Linked DNA regions of Mus musculus: all the other regions are linked to region 2. A link is a contact called in public HiChIP or PLAC-seq data. All regions are on one chromosome and are shown on one strand. Each heading gives the region's core, a stretch centred on a gene start, on an enhancer-like site or on the middle of the called end of the contact. The rest is flanking DNA. Distances are from core to core; before and after follow the strand shown. Region 1 has its middle 37 kb from the start of Gm2788. Region 2 has its middle 33 kb from the start of Nav2. Region 3 has its middle 7.6 kb from the start of Gm2788.

Region 1 (2,862 bases), core at 305-2,804, 300 kb after region 2:
CATCCTTGGAGCTGGACCCTGAGCTCTGCATGCAGAAACACCCATGATGGGTTGAGCTAGTAGTGTCTGTGTATGACTCACAGCTGTGCTAAAGCGGGTGTGGGGGTCTTCCTCCCAGATCTGTAACCCACAGTCTAATGACAAACACCGGCAGACTAAAATTAAGGGATGCTAGTATCCCTCAAGGTGTCACAGCTAAGGAAAGACAGAAACTGAGACAGGACCCCCCACATGCAGTGTGGTATCCCAAATAGAATCCAGAAGAGGATGGTAACATAGGAACAGAGGCTGGAGTTTAGAAACTACTAGCAACATGTTAATAATTTTCCTTCAAGTTTTGAAGGTGCCCTGATGACACAGATTTTAATGGCGGGAGAAGCTAGGACCTGGATACCAGTAGAGAGCTTCCTTGTAACCCTTACATTATGACACAGTTGTCTAGTTCAAAGAACATTGGTTCCTGCAGTATATGCACCCCTGCCTCCTTTTGAACAGTCTCCCAAGAAGTAAAGGAGAGGTTTTCTTTCAATCAGGATGATCACATTTTGGGTCAAGACATTAACCGTCTTTTTTTGGACTCACAGATGACTACACAAGGCACCCCAATGGTGACTCACAAGTTCCTTTCACCAGAGCCCCTGCCTTCTCCCAGGCTGGCAACAGCACCTGGTCCCTTGAGTCAGTAAAGCCAACTGGTCATATTGGGACCCACCCAACGATCAGAGGGCAGGCAGGGGCTGCTCTTAAAGCCTGGCTAGGTGGGTCTGTTCGGACCACTGCTTAAGGGCAGATTGCAAAGGATCATCTCATCTGAGGCCAAGTGTGCCTCGTGCATGAAGTGTGTGTGTGTGTGTGTACGCGTGCGCGCGCGCGTGTGTGTAAGAGAGGCAGGTGGGAGAGAAAGGAAAGAGGGGAAAAAACAGGAGAAAGGGGAAAGAGAAAAGGAGAGGCAGACAGACAGAAGGCAGGGGGTTGAGGGGGGATGGGATCCTGAATCTGAAAGAGGAGGTCATGGTGAGTGGTCTCAAACAGGCTTCTGGAAATACCCCAGCAGGGAGGCGGCGAGTTCTTTTGGAAACCATCAGAGCAGGAAAGTGGTGTTGACCTACCTATTGTGCCGGCCCTTTCATTATCAGCAGGTAAGGCAGAGACTGAAACCACCCCTCAGTACCCAGGCTAATAGTCTCTGTGACTCCTGTCTCAGCTCCCCAACATCCCCCCATCCCCCGCTCCATTCAGTCACCTTTGGAGACCAACTTTTTACCTTTATTCTGTCAGCGACATCTGCATACAAGACATCTGCATACAAGCGTCTTGACTTTTACTTCAACAGTCTCCAAGACCCCTGGTCTTTCTTTCTCCAACCAGGCTAAGTCTTTCCCTCTCTCTCTCCCCTCTCCTTCTCACAGGACTGACTATTCTGTTTCCAAAATCGGTCACTAGATGCTTTTTAGCTCTGCCTGTGTCTGTGGCAGCACCCACAGCCCCAAAGCACAGCCACTAGGTGCCAGACCTCCAGGGCATCTTCTGGGGCTGGGATGTGGTAAGTCAAAGTCAGGCACAGCAGTGAGTCAGTCCAGAGCCAGGGGACAAGCGGAAACATCCACACCCTTCCTTCGGAGCAAAGTTTGCTCTTAACTTTAACATTCCTTTCTCAACTGGCTCATTTGAACAGAGTGAAGTTTGGACAGGATATTAAAGAAAGCAACGTCAGGAAGCGGAAACCACACCAGGAATTTTAAGAGATTACTTGACCTGAATTGTTTCTCACCAGGAATCAGAGAACTGCAAGACAAAGAGGATGCTGGAGCTGCACTGAGACAGGCACAAAGGGAGGCCCTCAGAGATGGAGCCACGCATTGGGAAGGATGCTAACAAATGTGGTGTCTTGAGACTGCTCTGAGAATGGAGGGTGAAAACGAAGCCAGAGTTGCAATGCTCTCCTGACATGAGAGGTCACTGCCAAAAGGCCTGAGTAACAAGGAGTGTCAGAGGGCTGGCCGGGTGACAGAGGGATGGGGTGATGAGCAACTGGGATAATGGAGATGGTGACCAGAAACAAACAGGAAGTCACACTGTACTCTCTCCCTTCTCCTGATTCCACAGCAGGTAAGCCTGCTCTGGCTTCAGCTGGCAGAGGCGAAGTGGAAGAACTGAGTACCAAAAGGTGTGTGGGACTCACAGTGATGGGATGTGCCTTGATCCAGGACTCAGGGAAATGGAGGAAGGAGCTCTGGTGGCCCAATTTAGACTGCACGGAAAGTCTGAGGCTAGAATAGGCTACAGAGAGAGCCCTGCCTCAGAGAAGAATAAGATTAAAAATAAAACTACGTGTGAAATGGAAGCTTATTACCCTGCAGGAGGGCAATGGAAATAGAAAGGGGAAAGGCAGACCCTTACAACTTACCCAGTGACTGTAGCAGCAATAAACCATGAACATGTATAGCCATGTGAAAACAATGTGTGTGTGCCTACCCGCACAGGCTAATAGTCTCTGTGACTCCTGTCTCAGCTCCCCAACATCCCCCCATCCCCCGCTCCATTCAGTCACCTTTGGAGACCAACTTTCTACCTTTATTCTGTCAGCAACATCCGCACACAAGCTTCTTGACTTTTACTTCAACAGTCTCCAAGACCCCTGGTCTTTCTTTCTCCACCGGGCTAAGTCTTTCCCTCTCTCTCTCCCCTCTTGTTCTCACAGGACTGACTATTCTGTTTCCAAAATCAGTCACTAGATGCTTTTTAGCTTATTACCCTGCAAGGGGGCAATGGAAATAGAAAGGGGAAATACATATGTGTATGTGTGTGTGTAAAAAGCTAGCTTTCAATTTCTAATAACAGAAAATGTTTATTAAGACAAAC
Region 2 (2,707 bases), core at 202-2,701:
GGTTCTAACAGTAGCCTATAAGGCCAGGTCTATTCCCCAGCAGCATCCCCTTGTGAGATGAGCTATCAGGGTCATACACACACACACACACCTACACAAGCTATCCCAACAACCCAGCTGTTTCCTTGCAGGGGTACTTCTTTACATGCAAGTATCTGTCAGACCCCTGATACAGCCTGTTCCCACAGGAAACCCACTCAGTAAGCCTGCTGATCTCTGCAGAGATATTTCCTGGATCCCTAAACCCTGCCATTTTGGAGGTTGGTCAGAGCCCATGCGAGTAGAGACCACTGGTATGAAGGGAAAAAGGGTTTATCACAAAGAGGGAATTCCATTGCTAGCTCCAGTCAGACACTGGTAGCTGGGCAGAAGGTGGAAGCAGGCCAGAAGCCATGGATATAAAACAATCCATGAAGACCAGGTCGGTCCATCCTGACTCCCGCCATTGTGCACACAGAGGTGGACACTCATTGGATTTGAAGATCCTTGGGTTCATAGGTCAGCTCTACTAGTCAGACCGGGTGTCTCCTTACTGTTCAAAACTCAGTTTCCCTCTATGAGACAATGAAGCTGAATAACTGCTGTGCAAATGAGGGTGGGCATGAATGATGCTTGAGTTCCTACTATGGTATCATTACTTGACAGTGAGCCCTAGCCATGGGTCATCCCAAGAGAACCTCGTCTCTATGTATGGCATTACCCCATGTGTGTTCAAGTCCTGGGCCTGTCTCTCATTATTAGGAAGTTAGCTAAGTACTACCAGTCACAACTAACTCTCATTCATTTAGTAATTTAATGGAAAGTGCTTGGCACTGTACCTGGCTCATAGTAAGTGCTCAATAAAGATTGGCTGTTGCTGACAGAACTAAGTTATTTAGCAACATTCCTAACATGCGGCTTTGAGAAACCTACCATTGCCTTTTGGGGGTGACAGGTGGACAGGGGAGCTGGGACACCCACCTTTCTGGCAGGTATGCTCATTTTGGATCTAAGGAGCCAAACTTTATTTATGTTTATTAATTCCCTATACTGGAAAGCCTACCTAGCCAGTTGCTTTATAGACACAACAATTATCTGGAGTAAGCATTATTATCCCGTTTATTGAAGAGAAATTAAAGTTCAGAAAGGAGAAGTGAGTAGTGAGGGAAGAGAGCAGTAAGGGAAACAAACAGGATTCTAACTCAGGTCAGCTTTATCCTGGCAAGCTGACTCTGACCGGTAAGGGGGCTCTATGCCTCTCTCCTATGTACAAGGTTATGGAGGGGGTGCCTGGCAGTTTCCTAGCATTTATTCAGCTCTGTTAGCCTGCCTAGGGTAGTTGATCTTTGAAAATTCAAAACACTGGAAGCTAGGGAAAAAAATAAAAAAGCTCAAAACAATAAAGAGTGATTCAGAGTGAGTCCTCCCTTGGCGGTTACGGGAAACGGGGAGGTGACAGCTTAGTCACTGTGGAATGGCCCAGTCCTTACTCATGGGCAGCAGGTCACACTGCTCAGGACAGAAGCCAGCAGAGCTTCTGGTGCCAAGAAGGCAGGAAGAGGCTCCAGCCAGGAGGGGAAGCCGGAAGAAGGAGAGCTGAGCAGGATCCATCCTGAAGGAGGTTCAGGCCAGAGGCCATCTGAGCCCCCAGACCCTCTCTCTCCACATCCCCTCTGTTTTCCAGGTTAACTACTCTCTGTGTTCAGACCCAGCAAAGATCTGGTCCTCGGGATGTGCAGAGCAAGGGTCTGTGTCACTGGGAGAATCACAGATGTTGAGAGCATTGGCAAAAGAAGGGCTGGCTGTCCCACAGGTGGCACAGGGCACTGAAGCCACCAGAAGGATGCCCTGGGGCTCCTGGTGTTTGGGTTGAACAATTGTTTTTCAAGCTTGCTTTTGAGAGTACCGAAGAGATGTCTCAGTGGTTAATGGCAAGTCCTGCTCTTTCAGAGGATCTAAGTTCAGTTCAAAGGCTCACATCAGGTGGCCTACAATCACCTGTAACTCTGGGATCCAATGCCTTCTTTTGGACTTCATGGGCACTTCGCGCACACGCGCTCGCGCGCACACACACACACACACACACACACACACACAGTTTTTAAAATCCCCAAACATGTTATGACTATTTTGTTTTACACACAGAAGTTCACTATAGTCTTTCCATGTCCATCAATCTTAGTCCACACAATGCAAAGACGACTTTACATTGGCTTCGGATTGGCCCAGGGAGGGCTGGTTCACTGTGTAAGCATCCTAGTGTTCCACACAGATGACTCCCTTTGTGTCTTAGGCAAATGAGACTTGCTTCTCTGGGCAGCTGGGTCTTGCATTTAAGCTGTAACCTTGGTGCCTGGATCTGGAGCAGGATACTCCTTTCTCTGCCACACATTCCTGCAGGGCTTCTGCTCCATTACTGCCAACCTCTATCACTGCTGCCTTCCCTGCTGATGGCTTCTCCCATAGAGCCTCCGTGTCTCTTTCTGTCTCTCCTTCACTTCTGCTCATCTCAGATGCCAGTACAGCTCTACAGTGACTGGGACACAAGAGAATTCAGCACACATTGATGCAGGGGCAGGGGTAAAGAAGAGACGGCTTGGGCTCATAGTTTGGCCCTCTTAGGTGGGTGAGATACCTTCCTTTATCCAGTCTGTGCCAAGACCCAGGGCACAAATTAAAGAAAGGACTTTCCTGAGACCAGACCCCCTGTCTGTCAATATGTGTTAGG
Region 3 (2,759 bases), core at 173-2,672, 320 kb after region 2:
CTCCCTAACTGTGCACACAATGACTAGCTGCTCACATCCCCACTCCCATGCCTTCCTTGGACTACTCCCTTGCTCAAACCAGGAGCCACAATGATGTCTTCCTCCCCCAAGTTTTCTCTAATCAGGTACTTGGTTGCAACAATAAGAAAAGTAACAGAGATAGCTGCAGTGGAAGCCAGGGTTCTGGGGGCAGAAGACCTGGACTTGAATCTCAAGCCTATCACTACCTGTCAAGGCTGTTGCAAGGCTCACAGGAGTGATGCCTGCTACTAGGACTAAGAACACTGTTGGCAACAGGAATCAGTCTCCGTATTGTGACTGTTCCTCACTACTGTATTTCTCCCAGCCATTAATTCAATCATTTGAACAAGGGCCCACCATGTTCTTTGCACTATGACAATGGTCAAACCAGTTCACATGCACGCACACACACACACACACACACACACACACACACACACACAGAGGCACACAAACCAGAGATACACAAAAACTGGGGAACACATCCACTGGGACACACACACAAACACACAGACCTCATATTCACTTTTCGATAAACTCTGGCACACAAATAATTGCACTGAAGCAGCATGCGAGGTGTACTTCTTAAATGTTCTAGAATGTTGAAGGAAGATCCCCTAAAGCAGCTACTGGAAGCTTCTCTATCGCAGGGCTTCTCAACCTTCCTAATGCTGTGACCCTTTAATACTGCTCTTCGTGCTGTGGTGACCCACGGCCATAAAATTATTTTTGTTGCTACTTCCTAATTATAATTTTGCTGCTGTTGTAAATTGTAATGTAAATCTGTGATATGGGGGCCCCTGGGAAATGGCTGTTCCACCTTCCAAAGGGATCACGACCCACAGGTTGAAAACTGATGCTCTAAAGCTTGGCCAGGAGATTCGGAACAGAGAAGGCTGAGGGGCAGGAGGATGTTAGGATGCTGCATAAGCAAAGATTCTGAAATAAAAAACAAAAACAAAACTGCCACTAACAACCAAAAAAAAAAAAAAGCATTACAACAAAACAAAACAAAGGCAACTTTAAATGATCACAGATAGCGATGGGTAACCCTGGGGGAAGAGCTCAGAGAGCGTGACGACATGGGAGGGAGAGTCCACATCAGGACTTTATGCTATGGACAGTGTGGCTGGCCCTGGCACATGCAGGGTTATAGGAAGACTGATCTGACTAGGCTGGGTGGACAGGATGGAGAGCCTAGTGACAAAGGGAGCAGGTCACTGCACTGGCCCAAAGTGTGCTAGTGAGGTTAAGAGTGAAGACAGGATATAGGGACACCGAGGCCAACGGATGTGACTCAGTAACCAGATGGCTGTCCAGGGAAAGGCAGCCCCAGCCTGGTGCTACATACCTACAAGCCCAGTATTCAGAAGTCTGAGGGAGGAGGACTGCTGTGAGTTTGAGGCCAGTCTGAGCTCACAGATTTAAACCACTGGACCTATAACAAACTCTGTAACCTCTCCCTAGGGGTTAGGGGTGGGGCTGCCTGGAGGTGGGGGAAAGACTCTGTGATTTTGAACTTAGCCCTCTTTTCTTCCTAGGGGAGGAGGCCAGCTGCCCCTCCCCAGGTTCTAACCCCCCAAGAGCTTCTGTTGTCTCTGCAAAAAAAGGGGATTGAACTACCACCTTCGCTGGGGTAAATGAGAGCAAATGGGTGAACCAGCTGGAGTCGATGTGACGTGCCTGTGGCAGGGTCTGCCACATAAAAGACTGCTCAGGAAGGCTTGAAGAGAATGTCTTGAAATGCAGAACACTAAAAGTATAACAGCTCAAGCTGCCCTGCTCCTGTCTGTTCATGTTCTGATGACTCAGAAGATTTTTCCGGGATCCTGACACTCATCAGCACTGTCACCCTGCTTAAGCCTTATAGGGACGCTTCTTTGGGCCATAATGAAATAAGCCAGATCACTGTGCGGACCCTGCAGGCAGAGCTTGGGGCGGGGGTGGCTGACAGCCACCCCTGTGGGATGTATCTGCAAATCTGGGTGGGTTTTTTGCTGTGTTCTCATCTGCCTGTCATTCCTCTTTCCCAACCGCCCCAGCAAAGCTTCCTCCCACATGCCTTCTATGAATTCTTGTGACTGACTTTGTGGTGACGGTCCCAGGGGCTGCTGACCAGTCATCCGGTGTGTATGTGGACTTCAAAGGCCTGTTGACACAGCTGCACACCCGACCCTAGGATCAGAACGGCCTGAAAGGTGTCTGCTGCCACTCCCTGAGAACAACAGAGCCCACCCAAGGGGACCTATGCTCTACCCCAGCTCTCAGAGCGCTGTGGTTTAGTCACTGGAAATTCCACACGAGGGACCTACCACAGAATTTGGAAATTACAGACAAGACTCCTGACTTGATACTTTCCAATTTTTCTTTGTCGCTGGAGACTTTTGTCCCCAAGCTGATCTCTCATTGCAGGCAATTACCCACTTGAGTCAAACAGCTGCTAGTTAAGGGGGAAAAAAGTCATGACACCCATGGACATGCCAAACTGCATAAGGAAAAGCCCGTGAGCTCTCAATTCTATACAAAGAAGTACAGGCAATTGAAGAGAGCTAGGAGAGGGAGAGGTGACCCTCCTCAGGGAAACACGTGTCAACTGGGCCAAATGGTGAGCCCTGAAACATTAGATGGACCCAACAGGTTATGTCAGGGAATATACATGTATAAATGCAAACATACACATAATAGCATCGATGAAAGAGACCATGAATTTGCAGGAGAGCAGAGAGGAGTATGTGAGG

The links. HiChIP or PLAC-seq counts read pairs in DNA pulled down with a chosen protein or histone mark.
Region 1: a FOXA1 HiChIP or PLAC-seq map of pancreatic cancer cells shows a contact between it and region 2. The contact joins two enhancer-like sites. A contact is called at or near these places in 1 of 15 datasets of contacts at CTCF or cohesin (the NIH/3T3 cell line), 1 of 484 Hi-C or Micro-C datasets (bone marrow-derived macrophages) and 1 of 115 datasets of contacts at active chromatin or transcription factors (pancreatic cancer cells).
Region 3: a FOXA1 HiChIP or PLAC-seq map of pancreatic cancer cells shows a contact between it and region 2. The contact joins two enhancer-like sites. A contact is called at or near these places in 1 of 39 promoter capture datasets (cranial neural crest), 2 of 115 datasets of contacts at active chromatin or transcription factors (embryonic limb bud and pancreatic cancer cells) and 1 of 9 other capture datasets (pancreatic islet).

The regions. Positions count from the first base shown.
Region 1 is chr7:48,916,418-48,919,279 of GRCm38.p6, reverse strand. No RefSeq gene overlaps it. Among named protein-coding and RNA genes, the nearest start is that of Gm2788, 37 kb to the right of the region's middle. Within about 2 kb of position 1,554, at least 59 of the 459 cell types and tissues checked have an H3K27ac peak or open chromatin away from gene starts, as enhancers often do. A contact at or near this core is called in the NIH/3T3 cell line and pancreatic cancer cells, where this site is marked.
Region 2 is chr7:49,211,970-49,214,676 of GRCm38.p6, reverse strand. It overlaps a transcript of Nav2 not described here. Among named protein-coding and RNA genes, the nearest start is that of Nav2, 33 kb to the left of the region's middle. Within about 2 kb of position 1,451, at least 48 of the 459 cell types and tissues checked have an H3K27ac peak or open chromatin away from gene starts, as enhancers often do. A contact at or near this core is called in the NIH/3T3 cell line and pancreatic cancer cells, where this site is marked.
Region 3 is chr7:48,887,509-48,890,267 of GRCm38.p6, reverse strand. No RefSeq gene overlaps it. Among named protein-coding and RNA genes, the nearest start is that of Gm2788, 7.6 kb to the right of the region's middle. Within about 2 kb of position 1,422, at least 62 of the 459 cell types and tissues checked have an H3K27ac peak or open chromatin away from gene starts, as enhancers often do. A contact at or near this core is called in pancreatic cancer cells, where this site is marked.